Linked DNA regions of Mus musculus: regions 1, 2 and 4 are each linked to region 3. The links are chromatin contacts, called in public promoter capture Hi-C and targeted proximity ligation maps. All regions are on one chromosome and are shown on one strand. The core of a region is the stretch at or near the end of the contact, and the rest is flanking DNA. Distances in the headings are between cores, read along the strand shown. Region 1 holds the start of Fermt3 (fermitin family member 3). Region 2 overlaps Rtn3 (reticulon 3). Region 3 holds the start of Cox8a (cytochrome c oxidase subunit 8A). Region 4 overlaps Spindoc (spindlin interactor and repressor of chromatin binding).

Region 1 (2,782 bases), core at 249-2,748, 200 kb after region 3:
TCATCCAGCGCCACCTCGGGCCCTCCCAGCACACGCATGGTCTCTTCACTGCTGCCCTCAATCCGAGTGTCCTTCCCTGCCCAGTCCTAGCCTCCCCGTCACTGTCTCGGCTGCTCCCCCATAGTTGGTTATTTTTTATTTGGGGCAGTGGGTGCATACGGGGAGGGGAGGGTGTTCTTCCCAACCTAGGGTCCCAGCTGTCTTCACCTGTTCTTACCCACGTCCCTCCTCAATAAAGAAGCCAGTCAGGCGTGGTTATATGTTGCTACGGTCTCCAGTGACTTTCTTCTCTTAAGACACAGTAGTGCTGAATTGGAAGCCAACACAAAGCCTTTTCTTGATGGCCTTGAAAGAAAGGTCGCTGAAGAGTGAGCTGTTTGCTTTGTCAGGGTGGCCACTAGGTGGAAGTGTCGCTCAACAACTGATGACCTACCTGCATTCTGATCAGCTTTGGGTTGATGTTCTGTGCAGTGCAGTCTTAGAGTGAACCTGCTAGGTCAACACTAGAACCTAACCTAGACTCAAGGTGGGTCAGAAAGCAGGCCTGAGACTAATACTGACAACAGCTCCTGCTGCTCCAATCCTGAGCTCCACACCACTATCTTCCTCCCACACTGTGACCAACACTGAACTTCCTCATTTGCTCCCAAAAGACTGCTTCCTGGGCTAGCAAGATGCTGAGTCCAGCACCAGGCTGTACTATGTCTTACGTTAGCCTAAACTAGCTTCCTGTCCCAACCCCAGGACTCCTCAGAGCAGCCTCTCCTAGTCACACTTAAAAAGCCTTACCTTGGGAGGAGAGGTTGGCACATACCCTTAATCCCAGCACTTGGGGCAGAGCAGGCAGATCTCTGAGTTCAAGGCCAGCCTGGTCTGCAGAGTGAGTTCTGGGACAGCCAAGGCTACACAGAAACCCTTTCTGAAAAAAGAAAAAACCACGTCCATTAATGGTAGGCTGCTGCCCTGAAAAGTCTACGTTCCTGCTCAGTTCCTTAGAGCAATTTGCATCCCAGTGCCTGGCATGGACATGAGGCTGTTGGACCACCAGAACCCTCTAAAGAGACGGGATAAAGGGTCCTGGAGGAAATCACATTGAGGTTTTATGAGGCAGAGAGGCTCTAGCATGTCACTGGACAGATTTAAGGCTGGTAGGTTTGGAAACAAGTCCTGTTTAAAGGTGGGAAGGACTTCACTGCTGACTGTAGACAGTCCCACTAAGAGCAGGCTGGAGCCGGGCAGTGGTGGCGCACCCAGCACCACCAGGGCCAGGTGGATTTCTGAGTTCGAGGCCAGCCTTGTCTACAGAGTGAGTTCCAAGACAGCCAGGGCTATACAGAGAAACCCTGTCTTGAACAACAACAAAAAATAATAATAAAAGAAAAAAGCAGGCTGGAGGTGCAACCAGTAGATGCCTGGGGGTGGGGTAAAGAGAACTTTGTGGTGTCACCCCAGCACTGTTCTTCCCTCATTTCCTGTGGTAACAAAAGCAAGGGCCCCGTGGAGCCCTCTGCGTGCTGGCAGTGTGCTTCCTGTACCCAGCAACAGCCCGCCCTGGGGAGGGACTAGTACAACTTTCATGATAAGGCCACTACAGGCTGACCTCTGAAGGAAGCAACTGAGCAGGACCAGGCCAGACCAGGGTAACAGGTGTCCCACTGCCACCTGCAGCTGCAGCCCGTTGCAGGCTAGGTAAGTGAAAGACCCAGGAGGACTCACTTGTCCCCTGCTCCGCCATTCTGTGCAGAGCAGCCACACTTGCCACCACCCTAGAGGCTTGGGTTAGAGTACTGGCTGTGAGCTGTGGGCCAGGACTTGTTTCTGAGATAGGTGGGCCTGGCAGAACTGTGAGTAGGAGAGTTGACCTGTTCTGGTACCTAGCAGGGTACTTTACAATGAGTATTGGGCCTTGGTGTCCCCACCTGTGAAACCTGAATTGGCAGGACAACGTGGACTCTAAGGAACTGTCTCTTCAGCCCAAACACTTAGGATAGTAAGAGGGTTTTATATTGACTGGATCACAGTAGCTCTCTGTACCAGTGTCCCCAAAGCCTACCCACCTACCCAGGGTACCCTAGGACTCCTGCTTATTTCTAGGCAGCCCACTGTCTACTCACCTTGTCTCAGCAGAAACAGCCGCAGCCATGGCGGGTATGAAGACAGCCTCCGGGGACTATATCGACTCTTCCTGGGAGCTGAGGGTGTTTGTGGGCGAGGAGGACCCTGAGGCCCAGTCTGTCACACTCCGAGTCACGGGGGAGTCGCACATTGGTGGGGTACTTCTGAAGATCGTGGAGGAAATCAGTGAGTCCCCGTGACCCTATGTATCCAGTCATGACAGCTCTCCCTGGCTTTTCTAGGCCATTCTCGCCTCTACTCATAACCTTGTCACAGTGACTCAGGCAACAGTCTTTAATTATTTGGTTCCAAAGAAGGTATTTCTTCAACTTCCCCTCTCCATACTTCCTCCAGCTCCTACTGGTTCTGTCTAGTCTCCAAGAGACAGACAACATGGTCCCCTGTGTGTCTTGCCTGTGCCGAGGCTTATTATGTTCCTGAGGGATGGCTAGGAGGTTCCTGGGGACCTGGCACCTACTCTCCTAAATTTCCTCCCCAGCAAACCACTTGGCAGGCTGCTGACAGTGGGTGAGAGGCCCTGCCCCCACAGGAAGTTACGGCAGAGTAGGCTAGGGCGATATCAGTCACCCAGAAGGCCCCATGAGGCTTCTCATCAACTTTACCAGCAGAGAATGAGAGTTATCACTTCCTGGGAGGATGGCAGGAA
Region 2 (2,700 bases), core at 135-2,634, 220 kb before region 3:
GCTATACAGAGAAACCCTGTCTTCAAAAAACAAAAAACCAAGCTACTCTACATGTTATAGTGATATTAAGATTAATATATAACTACAAATTTTAGATATATTGGTTTCTTGAGGTTTTTTCCTATTTTAAAATTTTCTTTGGGGCTAGAGAGAGGGCTCAGCGGTTAAGAGCACTGACTGCTCTTCCAGAGGTCCTGAGTTCAATTCCCAGCACCCACATGGTGGCTCATAGCCATCTGTAATGTGTCGGGAGACAGCTACAGTGTATTTACATGTAATAAATAAATATTTTTAAAAAAATTCTCTTTGAAAGATTTTACCCAAAACATGTAAATGTGGATGATTGAAGAAAACATAAATGATAGTAATACAGGTATTTAAAAGTAAAAATCCTTTTGGTATGAAAGATTCCATTGGTTCTACTACTCTTTGATTTAATGGCATGGAACTAGTATATCAATATATATAATTTGTGGAAAGCAGATTTTCACTAAGTTTATGAAGCAACATTCCAGTTAGAGGAATACTATTGAGATGACTCAGAAGGAAAGGCAGCTGCTCCCAAACCTGACCTGAGTTCATGGCCAGAACCTATATGATTTAAGGAGAACACTGTTACTGTGTCGGACTGGAGCTCCAAACACTCAGCAGAGATGAAAATGAGCAAGGCAAGAATTTTCAGTAATAGCCAGGCTACCTGCTCTCCTTGGGACCAGAAGTGAGCAAGTGACCCCAGCTATAGTGGACAGACTCTTGTAAAGGTATTTTATGACCTTTGCAAGCAAGCAAAGCTTAACAGAAATGGAACTTTTCGGACTAGCATTTAGCATAAACGCATTGTTACATTTTTAACATCATTATGGGCTGCCAATTTCAGAAAGCCTTGTTTTTCAAGTCAGGTAGACCTAGTTTGAAGGAGTTATTTGTGGTCTAATGATTTGAAAAACAGTCTGTACAGTAGGAACATAAATCTCATTTTACCTGAGAAATACAAATACCAAGACTTTTGGAAACAAGTCCAGAAACTTAACAGTAGGGAGAATAAAGGCCCTGTTATTATTTAACCCATATTAAAATCAGTAGTGAAGGCAGAAATGGGAGGGGTCAGCTTCTAATAAGCACCAACCCTTGAAAGTGTTTGGTAGCACACACACAGGTATGCTCATAAATGCATGCCCAATCGTGCAGCACTAAATAAATAAATAAATGTATGTTGGATTTTTAAACAAAACTAAACAAAACAGGAATATAAAATGCTCCCTGGATTTGGTGAGGATTGAGCATGGGTTTCTGTAAGCACACTTACCTGGGCTCTCCTTAGTATGTTTTCTTTTTTGTCTTGCAGCAGCAACAGGGCAATGTCCTGAAAAGGGAAGTTCAGATAGCAAGAGGAACTCAAGGCTCCTGCTGTGCTGACATAGCATGCACTGTACTTGAATTATAGTGAGATCTAGGTTCTGTTGTTGTTTTCATCTCAGAGATGAGTATGACACTTTAGCATGTAAATATACATTAAATCATACTGTTGTGTACATATCAATATAACTGAAGTTAGAGCTTCATCATTGAAAATCACTTAAAGATGTTGTCTGGCCCTATTTCCTGTGCTAATGCTTTTTTTTTTTAAGTTGTATTTTGCATGAGATAAATGTCTTGTTTTGGCACAAACTACTGTAGTAGTTTGTTTTAGGCTTTCACTTGTATCTGTATCTGCTATATGTATAAGTCCCTGTAGAGGCCAGAAGAAGAATCAGATCCTCTGGAGCTGGAGATACAGGCAATTGTGAACTGTCTGATGTGGGTACTGCAAATCAAACTCTGGTCCCTCAGAATTGCAGTCACTCTTAAACTGAACCATCTCTCCAGCCCATTGACTTTTTGTTTATAATGAACTTTCTGAAGGAGTGGTAACTGCTCAAGATTATAAATAAGCCCATTTTTGCATGTAAGCATCTTTTTTTAAACCTTAAATTTAAAAAAATGTATGACCACTGTATTAGGATCCTCTAGAAAAACAACTTATAGGATGGAAAAATATATGTATGTACATACAAATATATACGGGATTTATTAGAATGGTTTATCTGCTGTAGTCCATCTGGTCTAACAATAAGTAGACTATCAACAGAAAGTTCAAGAATGCAGTAGTTGTTCAGACCATGAGTCTGGATTAGATATCTTAGCTGGTCTTCAGTATTCATCAGAATCTCAAAGAAGTAGGCTCTAATGTCAGTAAAGGAATAGACTTGCCAGTGAGACCAAGCAGGCAGAGAACAAAAGCTTCCTTCTTCTGTGCCCTTTATATAGGCTGCCAGCAGAAGGTATGGCCCAGATGAAAGGTGGATCTTCCCATCTCAAAAGATCTAGAACTCAGGAGGCAGAAGCAGGTAGATCTCTGTGAGTTCAAAGCCAGCCTAGTTAGAGTGAGTTCTAGGACAGCCAGAGCTACACAGAGAAACCCTGTCCAGAAAAACAAGACAAAACAAACAAAAGATCTGGATTAAAAGTGGGTCTTCTCACTTCAAATGAAAAAAATCCCTCAAGGTGTACCCAGCCACTTGGGTTTTTAGCTGAGAGAGAGAGAGAGAGAGGGAGGGAGGGAGGGAGGGAGGGAGGGAGGGAGGGAGGGAGGGAGGGAGGGGGAGAGGGGGAGAGGGGGAGAGAGAGAAGAGAGAGGAGAGAGAAAAGACCCTGTCTCAA
Region 3 (2,700 bases), core at 122-2,621:
AAAAAACAAGCGATATTGAGAAGTCAGACAGAAGGGCAATATCCAAGATCCGGGCCTTGTCTAGAAAGCAATGGGGAGGGCTGGCAAGATGGCTCAGTGGATAAGAGCACTTACTGCTCTTCCGAAGGTCCTGAGTTCAAATCCCATTGGAGGCCCTCTTCTGGTGCATCTGAAGTCAGCTACAGTGTACTTATGTATTAATAATAAATAAATCTTTGTGCCAGAGCAAGCAGGGACTGAGTTTACAGGAGCGAGCAGAGCTGACCGGAGCAAGCAGAGGTCTTAAAAATTCAGATCCCAACAGTGACATGAAGACTCACAACCATCTGTATAGACACAGTGTAATCACATACATAAATATTTTTTTAAAGAAAGCAATGGGGAACCACTTGATCAGGTATTTGTCTAGTAAAACAAGAAGGAAGGAGAGAGGAGAAAGGAACAGAAAGAATAAAGGCAGAAGGGAGACAGGGGATAAAGAAGAGAAAGAAGAGAGGCAACAAGGCATGGAACATAGGAATAGAAGCAGAAAAGTTCAAGGTCATTCTCATCTACACGGTTTTAGGACAGCCTGGGCTACTGGAGACCTTAAAAAACCAAAACTGGCCGGGCGTGGTGGCGCATGCCTTTAATCCCAGCACTCGGGAGGCAGAGGCAGGCGGATTTCTGAGTTCAAGGACAGCCTAGTCTACAGAGTGAGTTCCAGGACAGCCAGGGCTACAGAGAGAAACCCTGTCTCGAAAAACAGAGAACAAAACAAAACAAAACAAAACTGTCCTAACACACACAAAAGGAGGAAAGCAGAAGTTGAGAACAGTTACCAGTTATGTGGAAACGGGTTTCTGAGAGGATAACAGTAAATGACAGGAGTCTCGGGGCTGGAGAGAGAGCTCAGCGCTTAGAAGCACTCGCTGCTCTTGCAGAGGTCCAGTTCAGTTCAGTTCCCAGCATCCACAAGATTACTCACTATTGCCTGAACTCCAGTTCCAGAGGATCCAACACCCTCTTTTGGCCTCTCTGCGTTCTGCATACACAGATGAACATGCTGACAAAACACTCATAAAGTAAAACTATGTTTTTAAAACTAGAGGCTTACTGGTGGCGAGCTGGAGTCACTAGTACAGTGCTGGCAGAGAGAGGATCCTAGTTAAATGAATGGAGGGAGGAGCCAAGGAGTCAATAGACTTGTAGCTTGTGTGATTGGGTGGCTATGCGTGTCACTCTCGAAGAAAGTGGAGGTGGGAGCAAAGGTGTCTCATTTCTCCTCCCATCTGTGTAGGATGATGTCGGTTGGTTGTTTCGAGGAGCGCGCCAAAAACAGCCCAGGCGGGCGAGGGGGCTTGTCCCGACGTCATTTCCGAAATACTTCCGGCTCGGGCGTCCGGCAACTTCAGCGCCGGAACTTCCGGCTGGTTCGGCCATCTTGACTCCCTGACCTTGGACTGGTCCTCGTCCGTGGTCGTTCCGCGCCGTCATGTCTGTCCTGACGCCACTGCTGCTGAGGAGCCTGACCGGCTCGGCCCGGCGGCTCATGGTGCCGCGGGCTCAGGTCCACTCGAAGCCGGCGCGGGAGCAGCTCGGGGTCCTGGTGAGCGGGACGGACCGGGAGCGGGGAGGTGGGCGAACTGTGGTAGCCTGCGACATTGGCTTAGGCCTGTCCTCAAGGCATGGATGAGACAGTCGCTCGGCTGCTCCTAAGCCCTAGGTATTTTTCCCAAGTTCCTGGATGTCAGGTCAGCCCGCTAGTTTGTTTACTCTGTTCGGCCTCTCTAAACCCGTCTCTCCTTCCATTCCCCCCCCCCCCCCACCGCAGGGGAGGGCATGCCTGGTAACTGGCAGCGACGTCATGGTTGTTACTGCTACATTTTATTATTAAGGAGGGCTGCAGAGTTCACCAGGTCTACATTCCCAGAGATGTAGGAGCATTTAGATACTAGGACAATTTTTACTTTTAAAACATTAGTTTAAAAACATGAGGCAGGGTCTCTTGTAGCCCAGGCTGACCACATTTGACTTTGAAGCGATAATCTCTTTAGTGCTGGGATAACAGGCCTGTGCCATCACTTGTGGTTTATGTGGTGCTGGGGATCAAGCCCGGGACTTTGTGTTAGGCAAGCACTTTCTTAATACTACACCGCAGCCTAGGCCCCCCCATCCCTCCCTTTTTTGGAGCTCTTCTGTTTTAAGTGACAATGGGTCATGAATCCAGATATCTGGGCATTGAATTAGGGGTAGAACCAAAGCACTGCCACTGAAGAAACAGTGACAACCAAGCCATGCCCTCTCTTACGCCCATTTAGTGGGAGGTTGAGGCATGAAAACAGAGCTCGGGAATTCAGGCCAGCTTGGGCAACATACTGAGACTCTGTCTCAAAAACAAGAGTCTGGGGGCTGGAAAGATGGCGTTTGGTGCATAGCCTCATGAAGACTGGTTCAGGTTCCAGCACCCATATAACAAGCTTGTAACTCCAGCTCCAACGCATCTGACATCCCGTCCTGACCTTGGGTAAGCATGCAAACACATACCTGTGCTCACACACATGCATCATACAAATATAGATAAAACACATCTTTAAAAGATACAAAACCCCAGCAGGGCAGTGTGGCACACGCCTATAATCCAGCACTTATGCTATAGAAGCTGTGGATCTCTGAGTTCAAGGCCAGCCTGGTCTACTGAGTGAGTTCCAGGACAGCCAG
Region 4 (2,700 bases), core at 104-2,603, 150 kb before region 3:
TATTTATTTTATATATGGGAATACACTGTTACTCTCTTCAGACACACCAGAAGAGAGGGCATCGGATCCCATTGCAGATGGTTGTGAGCCACCATGTGGTTGCTGGGAATTGAACTCAGGACCTCTGGAAGAACAGTCAGTGCTCTTAACCAGTGAGCCATCTCTCCAGTCCCCAGTATGTTGTTTTTAACAAATTGTTTGATTTTACCAATTCAGACTTGGGAGTGAAAGCCTGCTAGATGAGATCAGAGAGAGAGAGAGAGAGAGAGAGAGAATATACATCCCAAAAGGAAAGCTCTCCATCTCCACACTGTTGCAACCCCTCCCCCAAGTGAGTGTCCCTCCCTTCTCCTTCCTGTGTGCCTGGGTCCATCCTCCTGACTTCTTATTCTGTGGTAGTTTCCTAGCTTCGCTCCCTGTCACATCACTTGGTTGCTTGCTTCACCTCTTGACCTATGGTTAACTTTATTTAATCTTGTTTACAATAAACAGAAAGCTTTTGGATTATAGGTTTGTGCTAAGGCTAAGCCACACCACAATTAGACAGTTGTTTTGTTTTGTTTTGTTTTGTTTTCTGTAAATAGTCTCAGGGTTCAGAGCATAATTCTGAAACATTTCCCCCTTTTTTGTCTAATAAAAAGGAAAGAATTTAACTTTATCACAGTAACACTATTTATAGTACTGAAGCTAGTTCTGCCAGGCATTTCACAAAGTTCAGTTTGATTATATTTGGGAGTCTTTTTTATTTTATTTTATTTTTTTTTTTTTTTTGGTTTTTTCGAAACAGAGTTTCTCTGTATAGCTCTGGCTGTCCTGGAACTCACTCTGTAGACCAGGCTGGCCTGGAACTCAGAAATCGGCCTGCCTCTGCCTCCCGAGTGCTGGGATTAAAGGCGTGCGCCACCACGCCCAGCTATTTTTGGGAGTCTTAAGATTAAGTATTTTGTATTAAAAAATTATGTAAAACTTCATGTCAGTGTCCTATGAACTCAGTAGTTTGAATGTCTTGCGCATCACAATCTATTAAGTACACAAACTTTGTTTCTAGTTAACCTGTTTCAGACTCCAACCTGCAAGCACACAAAGGAAGCTAGATCAAATTTGTAGCGGCCTGCAACCACTTGAACTGGGTTCCCCTGAAAGGCAGGCTGGGGCTGAAAGAGATCAGACAGTGAGAAAAGAATGAGGCCAAGACAAACCTTTCTGTTCAAAGCCTTCGAAGTTTACTGAATCTGTATTTATAAAGAGGGTAGGCCCATCCCCCACCAGCCCATTCTTGGTGCCTGGAGCCAGCCCATAGGCGATCTACAGGGTGTGTCTCTGGAACATCTCACGGACCTTTCTGCAGGAAGCAGAGTCTTGGAGAAGAGCAAATAGAGCCATCCAGGTCAGAAGGCGTAGACCCTAGGTAATCTCCTCCTTAGTGGCAGCAAGGTCAAAGTCTGGATCAGCCTGCTTCAAGGCTGAGGGAGGCTACAAAACTTATTTCCAGAATTAGTGTTCTGTATAACTACTACATAATAATCTTACAGGTTTTGAGATAATATTTATACCTTCAGAAAAGCTTGCTTTTTTGTTTTCCGAGACAGGGTTTCTCTGTGTAGCCCTGGCTATCCTGGAACTCACTCTGTAGACCAGGCTGGCCTGGAACTCAGAAATCCGCCTGCCTCTGCCTCCCAAGTGCTGGGATTAAAGGTGTGTGCCACCACTGCCTGGCCAGAAAAGTTAAAAGTCAAACAAAGGTTATGAGATTAGTGGCCTTTATTTTTTTGTTTTCCTCTGTCTCGTATCAGGTGGTTCTTCTGATATGGGACAGAGATTTTAGATTTTCCTTTAACAAGCATTCCTGGGTTTAAAGGAGAGAGCCGTGCTTCAAATCCACAGCCAGCTTTAAGTTTTTTGTTTTGTTTTCGAGACAGGGTTTCTCTATGTAACCCTGGCTGTCCTGGAGCTCACTCTGTAGACCAGGCTGGCCTGGAACTCAGAAATCCACCTGCCTCTGCCTCCTGAGTGCTGGGATTAAAGGTGTGCACCACCACGCCCAGCTCTCAAGCTGCCTTTTACAAGTGGATTTTTAATTTAAATCATTGTGATCCTTATGTGCCTGCCTTCCAAGTGTTGGGATTAAAGGTGTGTGCCTCCTGAGTGCTGCAATTAAAGATTTGAGTCACTGGGCTTGAGAGATGGCTCAGTGGTTAAGAGCACTGACTGATCTTCTAGAAGTCCTGAGTTCAATTCCCAGCAACCACATGGTGGCTCACACCCATCCATAATGGGATCTGATGCCTTCTTCTGGTGTGTCTGAAGACAGGAACAGTGTACTTACATGCATAAAATAACTAAATAAATCTTAAAAAAGAAGAAAAGATGATGAGTCACTGCCTGGCTGTGGGTTCCTTGCAGTAGTCTCTGGTGTAATTTGGTTCTCCATTTTTTAGTGTTAAGGGTTTTCAAGTTTTTCGAATGCTTAATCTATTGTTCTTACTGACTTATTCTGAATTTGTTCACTATTTCATTGTTTTCAGAGGTTTTATTGGTCTTGCCTACATGAGCTAAATAAAATTTGATGTCTTTGCTAAGTTTTGCTAGGCTTTTGCCAGTTCTGGTCATGCCTCCCATGACCAGATGTCTTTGCCATTTATCTTCCAGTTAGTGGTTTTCCATTTTGATGACCATATAGCTAGAGCATCGCACACACAC

Evidence for each region. Promoter capture Hi-C pulls out the DNA fragments that hold promoters and counts their contacts.
Region 1: a contact with region 3 is called in a promoter capture Hi-C map of liver. A contact is called at or near these places in 12 of 39 promoter capture datasets (the C10 cell line, the HPC-7 cell line, cranial neural crest and 8 more), 2 of 484 Hi-C or Micro-C datasets (B cells and bone marrow-derived macrophages), 20 of 130 datasets of targeted methods (the NIH/3T3 cell line, the SCID.adh cell line, bone marrow-derived macrophages and 11 more) and 4 of 9 other capture datasets (adipose tissue, embryonic stem cells, liver and 1 more).
Region 2: a targeted proximity ligation map of bone marrow-derived macrophages shows a contact between it and region 3, with 2.8 times the contacts expected there. A contact is called at or near these places in 21 of 39 promoter capture datasets (the 3T3-L1 cell line, 3T3-L1-derived adipocytes, the C10 cell line and 11 more), 9 of 484 Hi-C or Micro-C datasets (B cells, bone marrow-derived macrophages, embryonic fibroblasts and 5 more), 27 of 130 datasets of targeted methods (the 230-238 cell line, the HPC-7 cell line, the NIH/3T3 cell line and 18 more) and 4 of 9 other capture datasets (adipose tissue, embryonic stem cells, liver and 1 more).
Region 4: a promoter capture Hi-C map of embryonic stem cells shows a contact between it and region 3, with 3 times the contacts expected there. A contact is called at or near these places in 12 of 39 promoter capture datasets (the SN4741 cell line, cranial neural crest, embryonic stem cells and 7 more), 8 of 484 Hi-C or Micro-C datasets (the 4T1 cell line, the 63-12 cell line, CD8 T cells and 5 more), 15 of 130 datasets of targeted methods (the 230-238 cell line, the SCID.adh cell line, craniofacial prominence and 9 more) and 4 of 9 other capture datasets (adipose tissue, embryonic stem cells, liver and 1 more).

What each region holds. Positions count from the first base shown.
Region 1 is chr19:7,018,185-7,020,966 of GRCm38.p6, reverse strand. It overlaps Fermt3 (fermitin family member 3), which reads left to right and starts at 1,498. Exons shown (of 15, transcript NM_153795.2): 1 at 1,498-1,689; 2 at 2,128-2,301. The coding sequence starts at 2,142. Stip1 (stress-induced phosphoprotein 1) reads left to right here. Exons shown (of 14, transcript NM_016737.2): 14 at 1-271.
Region 2 is chr19:7,437,190-7,439,889 of GRCm38.p6, reverse strand. All of the region lies in intron 3 of Rtn3 (reticulon 3), which reads left to right. Among named protein-coding and RNA genes, the nearest start is that of Mir6991, 16 kb to the right of the region's middle.
Region 3 is chr19:7,216,287-7,218,986 of GRCm38.p6, reverse strand. It overlaps Cox8a (cytochrome c oxidase subunit 8A), which reads left to right and starts at 1,371. Exons shown (of 2, transcript NM_007750.2): 1 at 1,371-1,588. The coding sequence starts at 1,475.
Region 4 is chr19:7,368,279-7,370,978 of GRCm38.p6, reverse strand. The region is part of intron 5 of Spindoc (spindlin interactor and repressor of chromatin binding); the gene reads left to right. Among named protein-coding and RNA genes, the nearest start is that of 1700105P06Rik, 13 kb to the left of the region's middle.